2 separate regions of the Triticum aestivum genome follow, and region 1 is linked to region 2. The links are chromatin contacts, called in public Hi-C maps. All regions are on one chromosome and are shown on one strand. The core of a region is the stretch at or near the end of the contact, and the rest is flanking DNA. Distances in the headings are between cores, read along the strand shown.

The links. Hi-C and Micro-C count contacts between places; a contact is called where the count stands out from the background.
Region 1: a Hi-C map of root shows a contact between it and region 2, with 7 times the contacts expected there. The contact joins the promoter of LOC123105804 here to the promoter of LOC123101757 in region 2. A contact is called at or near these places in 2 of 5 Hi-C or Micro-C datasets (leaf and root).

Annotation. Positions count from the first base shown.
Region 1 is chr5A:666,349,895-666,356,890 of IWGSC CS RefSeq v2.1, forward strand. LOC123105804 (bromodomain-containing protein DDB_G0270170) reads left to right here and starts at 3,978. Exons shown (of 9, transcript XM_044527954.1): 1 at 3,978-4,359; 2 at 5,030-5,087; 3 at 5,208-5,295; 4 at 5,415-5,460; 5 at 5,543-5,641; 6 at 6,652-6,720. The coding sequence starts at 4,081.
Region 2 is chr5A:666,118,757-666,125,175 of IWGSC CS RefSeq v2.1, forward strand. LOC123101757 reads right to left here and starts at 3,896. Exons shown (of 14, transcript XM_044523063.1): 1 at 3,765-3,896; 2 at 3,581-3,668; 3 at 3,398-3,488; 4 at 2,634-2,718; 5 at 2,303-2,459; 6 at 1,902-2,013; 7 at 1,597-1,639; 8 at 1,431-1,500; 9 at 1-123. The coding sequence starts at 3,809.

The sequences.
Region 1 (6,996 bases), core at 2,728-5,227, 230 kb after region 2:
ACTTGCCCAAGATTCGATCGTCGGTATCATCATACCTAGTTCAATCTCATTACCGTCAAGTCTCTTTACTCATTCTGTAATGCATCATCCCGCAACTAACTCATTAGTCACATTACTTGCAAGGCTTATCATGATGTGCGTTACCGAGAGGGCCCAGAGATACCTCTCCGATACTCGGAGTGACAAATCCTAATCTCTATCTATGCCAACCCAACAAACACCTTCGAAGATACCCATAGAGCATCTTTATAATCACCCAGTTACGTTGTGACGTTTGGTAGCACACAAGGTATTCCTTCGGTATTCAGGAGTTGCATATCTCATAGTCAAAGGAATATGTATAAGTCATGAAGAAAGCAATAGCAATAAAACTTAATGATTAATATGCTAAACTAACGGATTGGTCTTGTTCATCACATCATTCTCCTAATGATGCGATCCCGTTCATCAAATGACAACACATATCTATGGTTAGAAAACTTAACCATCTTTGATTAATGAGCTAGTCTAGTAGAGGCATACTAGGGACATTGTGTTTTGTCTATGTATTCACACATGTATCAAGTTTCCAGTTAATACAATTCTAGCATGAATAATAAACATTTATCATGATATAAGGAAATATAAATAACAACTTTATTATTGCCTCTAGGGCATATTTCCTTCAGACTATGCCTTCAATTGCAAGTTTTGTGCGAGAGGTTTCACTTAAAGTCATAACCATTACTTGACTGCTAGTAGCCTACCCCGTGGTTGGAGCATATGCATCATACTCCCTGCCTCCCTGGTCTCTTCGTGAGCTTACTAGAGAACACCCAAGTCTCATAGACTGTGACGTTTAACAGTCGGGGATCATATATGTGTGTTCTTTCAGGAATGGTTTGTAGGACAACATATTTGCTACATGTAGCCAATAGAAATGCATTAAGGCATCTTGTTAACCTGCCTGGTAGTTCTCTTACAGTTTTGAGAGTTTTGCATCTTCACATAGAGTGAGTTATCAGTTACTCCCCTTCGTTAACCAATAGGTTGTTCTTCCCATGTCCTAATTCACTCGATCTCCAATTGCAAAGGTTGGGTTACTACGATGGTGTAACACATATGGGTTTCATACTCATCTGTCTCGATGCATTATCTATCACATTTCGTGATAGTCCCTTTTAAAAAGGATCTACCAGGTTTTTGTCTATTTGAACATACATGAGAGTTATTGCTCTGGAGTTTCTCAATTTCCTGACAAACTTCAAACATCTCTTCACATGTCTTGATTACTTCACATTATCCTTATAGTTGTTCACTTTGATAATGACTATTTTGATTGTCATAATTGATAAGAATAGCCGACACTAGTTGTTCAACCACAGGCAAGCCCATCGAGGGCTCAAACAGCCACCCAGCCTCAACAGTGGCTATGTGTAAAGTAGAAAGTTCTGCTTCCATGGTTGACCTTTGTCAAAATGGTTTGCTTACAAGACCTTCATGATATCACGCCACCTTCATAAGTAAATACATACCCACTTGTGGCATAAATCACACCTACATCAGAAATCCAACTCGAATCATTATATCCTTCAAGCACGACGGAGTGCCCTGAATAGTGAATTTCATAACTCATTGTACTTCTCAGATGGCGCAAGACTCTATCAAGTGCATGCCAATGATCACCCTCCTATTTGACAAGAACCTGTTTAGTTTGCTCACAGCAAAAGAGATACCGTGTTAGACTACGGTGGCGTCGCAAGTTGTGACATGAGGCAAAACCCCAGCTTGTTTCGGTATGTCTTTGGTTGTGGCCGGTAAGTCATATATAAAGGAGAACCCGTGCGGTTTTGTTTCGCGATTATGATCTCAAACCGACTTGGTTTCCAAGTCGTAAGTAATCGGACAAGAAAACAATCAACTTGTTTGCCAAGACATGCAAAAATAAAACGACAAAAGAAAGCAATGTCGTATCTGGGCAGATCATTCACGCGCATGTCGCACGCCCACGCCCCGGCCAAGCCCGGCGAGGCGGGACGAGGCAAGGCGAGTACACGCGCTTGTTGTTCTCTTTCTCTCCTCATACTCACCATATTCTGTAGTCGGTAGAACCTACTATATAAAGAGGTACCACATCTACTCAATAACAATTATATATGAGACTGAAGTTTAGAACCACCTCTTGCCATTGGGCCTTTGAGATTTACTTTAGGAATTTAAGAACTTGTACATGACCAAGCCCATTACTTTTGGATGCCAATAACTGCCACACGTATGGGCGTTAAGGAATCTGCCCACATGTTCTGTGTGGTGCCTAAGAGGACCAGCCCACGCGTCTGTGTGTGGGCAAAACAATTAGCGTCCACATGCCTCTTTTTTCCCCTCCCAGTCCCTCTTACACGCGTGTGTGTGGGCGAAATAGATAACGCCCACACGCGCGGTACGTCAGGCCTCGTACCTCGTGGTCCCGCGCGCCCCGCAGTTGCCATGGGGCGGACCCTCACCCATGTTCGTTTAAGTGCAGTTGCCATGTCGTTGAACTACGGTTGTCATGTCGGACAACTACAGTTGCCATGTTTGCTCAACTGCAGTTGCCATCTCAGGTCAAAGTTCCAGATTGCCATTTTTTGGACAACTACAGTTGTTGCCATGTGTGGTCTGGTCTACTGCAGTTACCATGATTTCAAAACTTTAGGAGTTGCCACCTACTAACACTAGGCAGTTGCCATGTAGCTACAAAAAAGGCATGGCAAAAAATATGTTCGGGTAAAAGAAAGAGTTGTCATGTGCTCACAAGCACGCTAGGGCAGTTGCCATTTAAAAAGAAAGAGTTGCCATCTGCTTACGTGCACGCTAGAGCAGTTTGCCATGTACCATGCAAAACATATGGCAACTGACATGTTCGGGTAAAAAAAGAGAGAGTTGACATCTGCTTGCAATCATACTAGGGCAGTTGCCATGTACACTGCAAAACGCATGGCAACTGGTAGCTTGGGTGTGGAAGAGGAGGTGGGTGTGTGGGCGAGATGGCAAACGCCCACACACCAGTCCTTGTGCGTGACTGAAAACAGATGTGTGGGCGAACTACTAAATGCCCACACACCGGCCCCTCCGTGTGGTAAAACGAATGTGTGGGCGACCTCTCTCACACACCACACACGCGAGTTGTCCTACGTGGCATACAAAATCAGCTAATTCGTGTCAAAATTCGTGCAGAAGTTACTGGACGGTGATGAAGACGTGTGGATGAGTTGGTTAACGCCCACATGTGTGGACGTTAACATTTTCGTTACTTTTAACAAGAACGCCCGAGTGCGCCGATGAGTGTGTCTTTTGGGTGGACCGGACGTGCGCCTGGATGACTGCAAACTGCCTCTACGTTTGGTTCTGCTTCCTGTAATTCAGGACATCCGGACCGGTCCGAACAAATTAGACGACCGTCGTTGAATGACAAGAGAAAAAGTTTGAACTGCCCGATTCAAATATTGAGGGGCGACTTGGTGATCCGTATTGGAGTCGTCTTTCTGGGGTAGCCGATGGACTGCTTAACTCTTACACATGCTGCAGGAACACCGTAACACACCTCGACACAGCAGATCAGTCGACGCAGATCAGTCACCGTAACCTTCTCAAAACGGCAACGCTTAGCTCAACCCACCTGGTGAACACTGAACACGCGGCACTTCGAAAACTGCGGGAAAATACTCCCAAGGAAAAGAAAAGGAGAGCCAGCATGCCGTCCGACTGACATGTGGGCCCACGCGCTCCTTACAGCCACCCCACGCAGGCCCTGCGAGACCCACCAATCAGCCCCGCCCACGGCCCGGGCCCGCCGTCCCCACCCCCACCCGACGCGCCCCAGGCCGGCCGATCGCAACACGCCAGTTCCACCCACGGCCACTGCCGCGTGGGACCGGGGCGGCCCTGCCCCACAAGGCAGGGCTGGGGGGAGCCCGTCGCGGCCGAAAGAGCCCCGGACGAAAAATACCAAACGCACGCGAGGCCACACGCACCCCGACCCGTTCGTCCATCCCACCCCCGCCCCCGCCTCCCCCTCCCTCCTCGCCGCCGCCCCGCCGGCGCCGCGGGCCGCCGCCGCCGATGGCCAAGACACGGAGGCCGCCCGCCCCGCCCCCGCCCCCCGCCCCCGCGGAGACCCCGTCCCCGCAGCGGAAGCGCAAGAAGAAGGGCCGCCCGTCGCTCCTCGACCTCCAGCGCCGTAGCCTCCGCCTGCAGGCGCAGAGCCCCGAGGCCCCGTCCCCGCCGCCCCCCGCCCGCCGCGGCCCCGACCCCTCCGACGACGACGACGACGCGGGGGGCGCCAGCACCGGGCGGCGCCGCCAGAAGCGGCTCAAGAACGTCCTCTCCGGCGCCGGCGAGGTCGGGCCCCCTCCCCCCTCCCTCCCTCGCCCCGAAATTCCGAGTCCCCCCGAGGTTTTGCGGGCGCCCGGGCGGGGTTTTGGCCCCGCGGGACACGCGGCGATGCCGGGCCGTGGTGGTTGGATCTGCGCGCGGGTCTGCGATTTTTTTCCCCGGGGCGCGGGGCCGGCCTCCCCCGCGGCACGGTACGGCGGGGGAGAGAATCTGGCGGGACGAGAGAGAGATCAGTGCGCGGCACTGCGGCCGCGGATTTTTCGAGCTTCCCGGAGAGAAGACGTTGGCTTTTTTTGGGCGGGCCTGGATTTGTTTTTGTTCCCCCTGGGGGTCTGCGTCTAGCTTAGGGGATCTCCACCTCGTCAGCGCTTTAATCCTTTCCTTTGGCGGCAAACAGTACGCGGATCTGACAAGTTTTTGACGGATTTGACTGCCTTTTCCTCGCATTTTTGTTGTTGTTGTTGTTGTTGTTAACGGGTCGCGGCCAAGCAGGCGCTGTCGGAGCGGCGGCAAAAGTCGTCGCCTCTCAGAGCCAAGGATTTATTGCTGGCGAATGCAAAATTTTACGACAACCATGTTGACGCAAGCTTGCGATTTCATCCATGGCGGGCTCGCCAAGCAAATAGCTGACTGACTGACTGACTGACTGACTGAAGTTCTTTTGCTGCTGCTGCAGGAGGAGGAGGGAGCTGCGGTGGAGGAGAAGAAGGATGCGGCGAAAGCGACGGGGAAAGGTGAGGTCTTGGAGGGAACCAAGCATCAGCCTTGAGGTGGTTAAAGAATTTGAATTTTTCTCTCCCTGCGGCTAACGTTTGCTCGCCTCTCGCTGCTGCTGCTGCTGCTTGTGGGAGCAGGGGCCGCTGCGTCGTCGGGTGGCGGGCCCACGGGGACGCCCCTCCCGGACAAAAAGTTGCTGCTCTTCATCCTCGACAGGCTCCAGAAGTGAGTGCCCTGGCCCCATCATCCTTCATCCTCCTCTGCTTCTCCTCTCCTCCTCCAATGGTCTTCAGCTATTCGCGTCTGTTTTCTTACGCTGCCTTGCCTTGCACTGCTTCTCCCAGGAAGGACACCTATGGAGTGTACTCGGATCCCGTCGACCCGGAGGAGGTGAGCAAGCGGTTTACCTCTCATGACTAGCTCTGTTCTTGTCATGTTGGAGTGCTAGTATGACTGTTTTGTGTGGCTGCAGCTTCCGGATTACCATGAACTCATCGAGCATCCGATGGACTTCTCAACGATCCGCGAGAAACTTTTGAGCGACAAGTATACCATCCTAGAGCAGTTTGAGGTATTCTGCCTCTTTTTGCTGTTACTGTTTCTATGCCTGATGTTTATTTTCTGTTACTGGGCTCTGTTCTGATCCAGTGGCAAAACAGATGTTGGCTTCTGCCCTCTGTTATATACATACTGTCTTTTATTCTGGGTCACACTTCATAGATTAGACTGTTGTCCTGCTTTTTTATTTATTTGCACAATCGAAGGCCTTCATCCTGGTTCTGTTTTTCCTTCTATTCTGTCTATTGTTTGTAATGTACTGACTCTTCCCTCTTAACTGGTGTTGTTTGCTTGTGCTTTCGGCACTTTGGGTTTTGAAGATACGTTCCGATCTGCCCACATTAATTGAGGCGGTCGTCTGCATGTGACTTTTGCATGTATCTCAATTCCCATCGTGGGCCGAAATAGGGATCTTTTTGTATGAATTATTGTCCTCATTGGGGGGGTACTCTTTTTGATTGGCATTTAGAGATTTTCATTGTTGCTGTATATGATGTCCTTTACTGGAACTGTTGAGGGAGAAAAATACATTCAGCCTTTTCAAGGTTTACTCCTACTGCAGCTCTGCTGTTGTACTTATTAATTAAGTCCACATCTTATGCTCTGAAGTGCTATGACAGTGTGCTGTACATGATCACCTAACACAGTACAACTCCCGCTTTATTCTTGCCAGCTAACATAGGATAGATCACTTGAGGGTGAACTTCCGTGGGGAAGTACGTCCAATTTATGCAGAGATAATCCTGTAATTGATGTAGATATCTCCTTCTCGGAGATATAGTCGATGCACTGGAGAGTGCTTTTTTACAAGTTTAAGTGCATTTTATGTTGAGCTTGTATTTTGGAAATTGATATGTTCCATTAAACCAGCAACAATGATGACAATTTTCCGGCATATATATATATATGTTGCAATTGTATGTGAGATTCATTACTGTCTTAAGGGATGATGCAAATCATAATGGAATAATACTCTGCTTCCGTGGCATGGATCTGTTTTGATATCGATGTTTTTCTGTGCAGAATGATGTATTTCTACTTACATCCAATGCCATGTCCTACAATTCAGAAGACACAGTATACTATCGCCAGGTATATATATTTTACTATGATGTAGTGCACATGCTGCTCGTATTAAAGATGTTTCAATCCATCCTGGCACATGTACTGCTGTATTATCTGGACGGTTACTTGGTAGCTCTTTGCTTAGGAATATGTAGGATGTGCTTGATTGGTCCTTCCATTTTTCTGGCAACCCCTAAGAATTTGGGGGACAGCCAAGTTTGGCATGCCAATGGCCCTTTGACCATTTTTGCGCCAATTGGAACCAAAATGTTTGTGGATTTTTGGCTAGCTAATTTATTTTCC
Region 2 (6,419 bases), core at 2,646-5,145:
GCATACGCATAGATCTGCATGTACAAGCACTTACCTTTGCATATCTCGATGGGCCGCCGTATCCCTCTCGAGATTGCCTTGAGCTTTCTGCCTTCAAAAGCACTGCCAACAAGTGTAAAGGAGCTTCCAATAGTTAAAACACCACCATAAAAAAAATCAGCCGAGATGATCCTCGAATCACTTGCAATTTGCTAATATAAGCAAGCAGACTCGGAGCATTGGCGTCTAATGGCGTCTTTCTGCAGGGGCTTAAAGGGGAACCGGGTCTCCTAGGTTGTAAAGGGGAAGCCATGATCAGCACAGCACACTTTAATTCTGTGCCCACCCCAATGAATAATAGCTCGTGCATCTTCCGGTGAAAATTCCCGCCGATCGTTCAGATCAGGAGAGCCCCCACAGCAACATGTTTTCATGTGAAGCTGCTGCCTGCTTCTGGGGTAAGCAATACTGCACTACAAGGTGTCTGAGCAGTAGTGGTCCAGCAGACTCTTGAACAATTGTGAATGTAGGGGCAAGAACCCATCAATCATCTCTTTGCCCCGTCAGACGGTAACCTATGCACGGGTTTTACATGCATCTTACTACGGAATTGATATATCAAACTTGTTGTACTCCAGTTTGTTTATAGGCGCGATCATTGTGCATGACTGCTGCTGCTGGATTCTGAGATATAAAACCAGTCTGCTCTTTAAAGAAAATGGATGGACTGGGATCTGCATGTGCTGTACTTCATAATCAGAAATCATATCTCACATAAGATTTATTTTGATTGCCAACCTACTAAGGGATTGCCTATTAAAGTGCCTGATAAGTCATATGTCTAAACCACCATCCCAACCTAGATTCATTTATAATCTATACAGATCAGAGACACCAGTTATGTTTGATAAAATCGAACAGTTTCTGCAGATCAGACTAAATGGCATGCAGTTTTGGGTGACTAAGATTTACACAAGATCCAAGACAGTGAGAATAAGCAAAACGGTTATACTAATTGGCCAGTCTTGAGTCTAACAAACACCTTGAAATAATAGAACGTGGAACCTCCCGCAGGAATAGACCTAAATCATCTCAAAATATTCACAGTAAATTGGTCATTATCAATCATCGTTAGTGCTTCCAAACTCTCACAAGGAGAAGCCATAAGTTCTTATCGCGAGGATGTGATTTAAGTGTCTCTATCAAGTTATGTCATATGCATTCTTATTATTCATCTAGGCAGCAACTTGGCCATCTTTCATAGACAGTGCAAGAGTAAGAACAACATGAACAACTAACAATAGCAAGCAATTTTCCAAATAATATGAAATGTACAGTGGGGAAGGGAATACCAAGCTGGAGTTATCATTCATGTGCCCACTATATGCAAAACAATGATGGCCTATTAGTAAAACTTGGGCAGATCATGTGATGCTTGTTGTAGAAGTTACCACATGCTTCATTACAAGCTATAACTGCTGTGATTGAATCTGTATACATGATTGAAGAACCGAAGGAAACCTGCAAAAATTGAAATGCTTATTATATATTCAGATTAACCAGCGACGTACACGAAAATAGCTTGCCGAGTGGTCTATCCATAGTCAGTGAACATACAAAAGATGACTCAGTCATGCAGGTACACCACTTGAAGACATAACTGTATGTTACAAGCTAATGATGGGCTATTACTGAAGTAAAATCTCTAATGTTCTACCTTCTTTTGCTCAAAGGAAGATGTAATTTTCTGCATTACCCAAGAGGCCAAGACTAACAAAATCATCACAATAAAAGGGTAGCATGTCACCTCTTCTGCATCAATCTGCTCAACTGACTTGTACATACACTCTCTCTTTGTATCCTGTTACCAGCATTTGAGGCAAGAAAAACTTCTCCAATCTGCTTCTAATTCAGGTATTCACCTCTTCTGCATCAATCTGCTCAACTGATTGTAGATACTCTCTCTCATGGTATCCCTGTTGCCAGTATTTAAGGTGAAAACATCTGCTCCAGGATGATTCCTCAACCTTGCAACTGCATTTTATAGGGGAGAATGTTTTAGTCACGACCCAAGGAGAGACCATAGTCAGAAGATTGACTCGCATGCGTCTACGAAAAGCATGGGGTGGTAAAAATATATCTTGCTCCCATGCTGGAGATATCTGTTAATTTCTTATATATGTAACATAGCACACTTGGGTACACTGTAGCAATCGTTATAAAAATGTGCCCATTGCTGAACCGGGTACTAAAAGACAATCGATGCAATGCTCTTTATACAATATCATGTACAGTCAAGTTCCCAATTTGTTAAAAATGGTACCTCCAGGAATGTCTCGGCCATATCTTGGTAGTGGTATGGTGGCCAGCACAGGGATGTTGGACTCCATAACTCTCATCACAGCAGGGAAAAATGCTGAACTGAACAATTCCATTTTACCCACTTCATCAATGATGAAGAGATCTGTATCTTCTTTGACCTGATAAATCAACAAGAAATATAAAGCTGTTGGCTACATTTCGATAGTAAACAGTGATCTGACAGACTGGTCTAAATCCTGGGTTCATGATTATCACACATGTCTGGCATGTATGAACAAACTAGCAACCTACCATTCGAACTAAGGTCAGGGAAATATCTCGGAACTGCTTACCTGTAACTCAGGCAATGCTAGCGATTCCAAAGATGCTACATCTACTTTGTACTTCCCAACAGTAGGCCATCTAACAGACTCAGGGCTGCAAGATACCACAAACTTAGATGCCATTATCACTAAGATAAAATAGTTCAATGAGTGATCTATAAGGATATAATCAACAAAGCACTAAAATAAACTACGAATTATCTAACAGAGACCATACCTAAAACCTTTTCACTGAGCTTGATTAGAAGCTATACAGTAACATGACAGAAAACAAGACACGGAAAGACGCAAAATTATGTGAAGATGATACTTCTTGAGCTATGTATTCTACCTAATTGTTACTCTGCATGGCAGGAGTGTGCCAAAATGAGAAGAGCCAAAATCTACCATATGCTTGAGATTACTGGCAGTGGCATTAACTAGTCTCACATAAAATTGAGTTTGGAGATCAGATGTTTATCGACAAATCCGAGACATAAACAAGTGGCCTAACAAGCTGAATATCGGTGTCAGGAGGCATTCTTCTACCATCAGCGGCATTTGAAATGTAGGCAAGTGTTAAAAGTGCAACATAGACAGGTTTAAGGAAGTTCTGAAATGGTCCATCACTTGGAGAGAGAACTCTGTGCACCATCAGACAAGGATTTTAACAGTGACCGCAAGCAAGTTTATTGAAACTAGATGCAGTTAACTCGAGTGTAAGAATCTATTGCCGTGCATATGCTAGCCAAGGAATTCAAATCAAGCATAGGGGCAGGCAAGCTGAGGGCAACCTTGAAATCCTAGAGGATGCAAGCGGTCCGCTTCGCCCGTCGAGCGTCACGACCTCGAACCCGACTCTCTCCCCATTCTCCCTCACCTCCCCTGCAAACAGAAAGCACGACGGGGAGTGAAATCTCTGGGGGCAAACCGCACGGGCAAACGAATCGGAGATCGGAGTTGGAGGGGGGCGGTACGGGTATAGAATCCGCGGACGGCGAGGTGCGGGTGGGACGACCTGAGGGTTTCCAGCACCCGCATGACCAGCGTCGTCTTCCCCACGCCCTGCGAGCACCGGCGGCGGGCCGACCGAGGCCGTGGTTAGGCGCTTGGCAAGGCGGGAGGAGGGTTTTGTGCGGGGTTCGAGGGGTTACTGCTTACCGGTGGGCCGGTGACGAGGAGACATCTCGACGGCGCGGCGGCCATCGGCGAGGCAGGCGACGGCGGCCGCGGCTGGGTTTTTTTTTTTGGCTGGTGGTAGCGGCGTGGTGCCGTACAGACTGGCAGATTGCCTCGTCGCGGCCCAAACGAGAGAACACGACACGGTCTATGACTATGCGGGCCGCAATTTTCCATCAGGTAGGGACTGTCGGTATTGCCGGCCCAGTAGACGATGGGTTTGGTTGCTGGGTTATCCCACCTAGTTTCAAAAAGCCCTAAAAGAAACTAGTGCCAGTGTTTTGTTCGTGGGAGAACAGGGATAATATTCCTCCAAAACGAGGCTCCACCGGGAAAACCTCACTAAATTTGAGAAGAAAGAATGAAAAAATGCAGCACATGTATGTAACATAAATTTACTACGATTCAATAATTTTAGAGTTTATTTCGATGTGAATGGATTAAAAACATTAAATGATGCCTTTTGATAAAAAAAGATTCATTGGAGCAAAAGAAACCATGAGGTCTTTTGATCAAAGAAAAATTCCATTCACGTCAAAAGAAACAGGAAGGGCATGTTATGTTCTACTAATAGTGGTATATGGGCTAATTTATAGCCCAATTTGAATTTAATACATTTCAAAACGAAATCTATCTTTTTGTGTTCTTGAGCTGCAAATCAAGTTTAAACCTGGTATAATTGTAAAAGAATCTGCTATGTACATGTTTTTTTGCGAGAAAACTTTTGATCTAATCATCATCGATAATGGCGATACAACGAACACCAGAAAAATAACAAAAATTACATCCAAAATTCGTAGACCACCTAGTAGCAACTAAAGTACTAAAGTGAGCCGAAGGCCCACCACCGTCATTGCCGTACCCTCATCAGAGTCGGGGAAAACTTGTTATGGTAGACAGTTGGGAAGCCATTGTGCTAATGCCCAACATATCTAACGTACCAGAACATCAACCGTCGCCCCGATGAATAAAAGCGTAGTTCGGAAGGATCCAACCTGTAGACACATAAACGCGGGCGAGTGAGAAATAGATTTGAGCAGATCCATCAAAGACAAACACTGGCCGAATCCCGCAAGATCTATCGGAGACACACCTCCGCGTGCCCTTCGACGATGCTAGGCGCACCACCGGAACAACGGCTAGGCGGGGAGAACCTTATTGCATCTTCACGAAGCCGTCGTCATCTCATCTTCTTGAGCAGGACACACCAAACTAAAAAAACATTTTAAATCGAAACCCTCCCACTGGCAAGGTCCAGGATCCATCGCGCCACTGGCGGACCTCCCCAGTGGGCAGGGTATGGCAGCCGCCATACCGTACTTCTGGGTAAAAAAAATATATACATATGCATCTATCGATCGATACTTGAATGAATTGCTTGACTCGTTTGACCGCACCCAGGGCTGGCCAGCCTGGCTTGATGGGCCGACGTGATGCATCCAGCTGTTGGGCACTTGGGCTAGTAACAACCGGTCGAGATCGATCCAGCGCCCACGCACACGAGACACGACGCCCAGCCGCGACGCAATCCTAAGCAGCTAGCGCGGCGGCGGCGGCTGGCCAGGTCGTGAGGACGAGGAGGGCCGTGGGCGACCGCCGACGGCCGGACGACAGCGGCTGGCTGGGGGCTTAGAGGGCGGCGGCGGCAAGCTCCAACGGCAGCAAAAAGCAGCGGCTCCAGCGGGCGACGATAGTTGAGGATTTTGCTGGTAATCTCTCAGGGTTCGAAACTTTGAACCACTCCTCTGCTCTGAACTATTTGCAGCCACTACCACTTTGTTTATACAATTATATTTTTCATTCATGCTAGTGTACGCACAAGTTTTTTGTTTTTAGATGATTATACATACAAGCCAATAAGATGCCCAGCCGGCGCAGTTCTGTGACTTCTGTCCATAAGATGGAAAAGAAGGGGAAAGAACCAGCAAATGCAAAGGAAAGAGGAGGAAGAGGTATATTTATCATGTCCGCTTGGTAAAATTAAGGAAGATGTGTTACATTGAGTGATAAATCTTTAAAAGAATGCTCTTGTTAAAATTAAGGAAGATTTTCAGAAAAAGGGTAGGGCACTGCCATTGCCTGGATCTTCTAGACGCCATTATAAGCATTATCGGTATGTTTTAGGTTGTTTTTCTATTGAAACATTATACATTTTTATTGTATTTGGTTATTCATTTGTAGTATGCATTGTTAGTGTGTATTGACTCCTTTGATTCGCATAAAAAAAAATCTTAGTGAGACTTCGCCCCATCTTAAAAAAATTTCGTGGTCCGCCTCTGCATCGCGCTACATGGCCCCAAGGCCACAGGAGATGAGGCAGATTAGCGCCGTCGTCGACAGGGGGCAAGAACCCTAGCCACATGTTTAGTTGAGACGGACGAATGATAAGTGGTATAGTTGCGGCGGTTTAGATTAGCCACATGTTTAGTTAGGTGGTATAGTTGCGGCGGTTTTTCAAGTAAAACCGAGGCACGGCACCACCGGTTTCGTACGAGCGAGACGCTAATCTGGCGGCCACGAGCACACGGCATAGGATAGGGCCTCGAGTTCACCACGCCACCCCTACGCGGCTACGCTGTCGAGACTCGAGACTGATTCCGATTCCCGTTGTTGTGGATCACACGTCTTTCCGGTTTC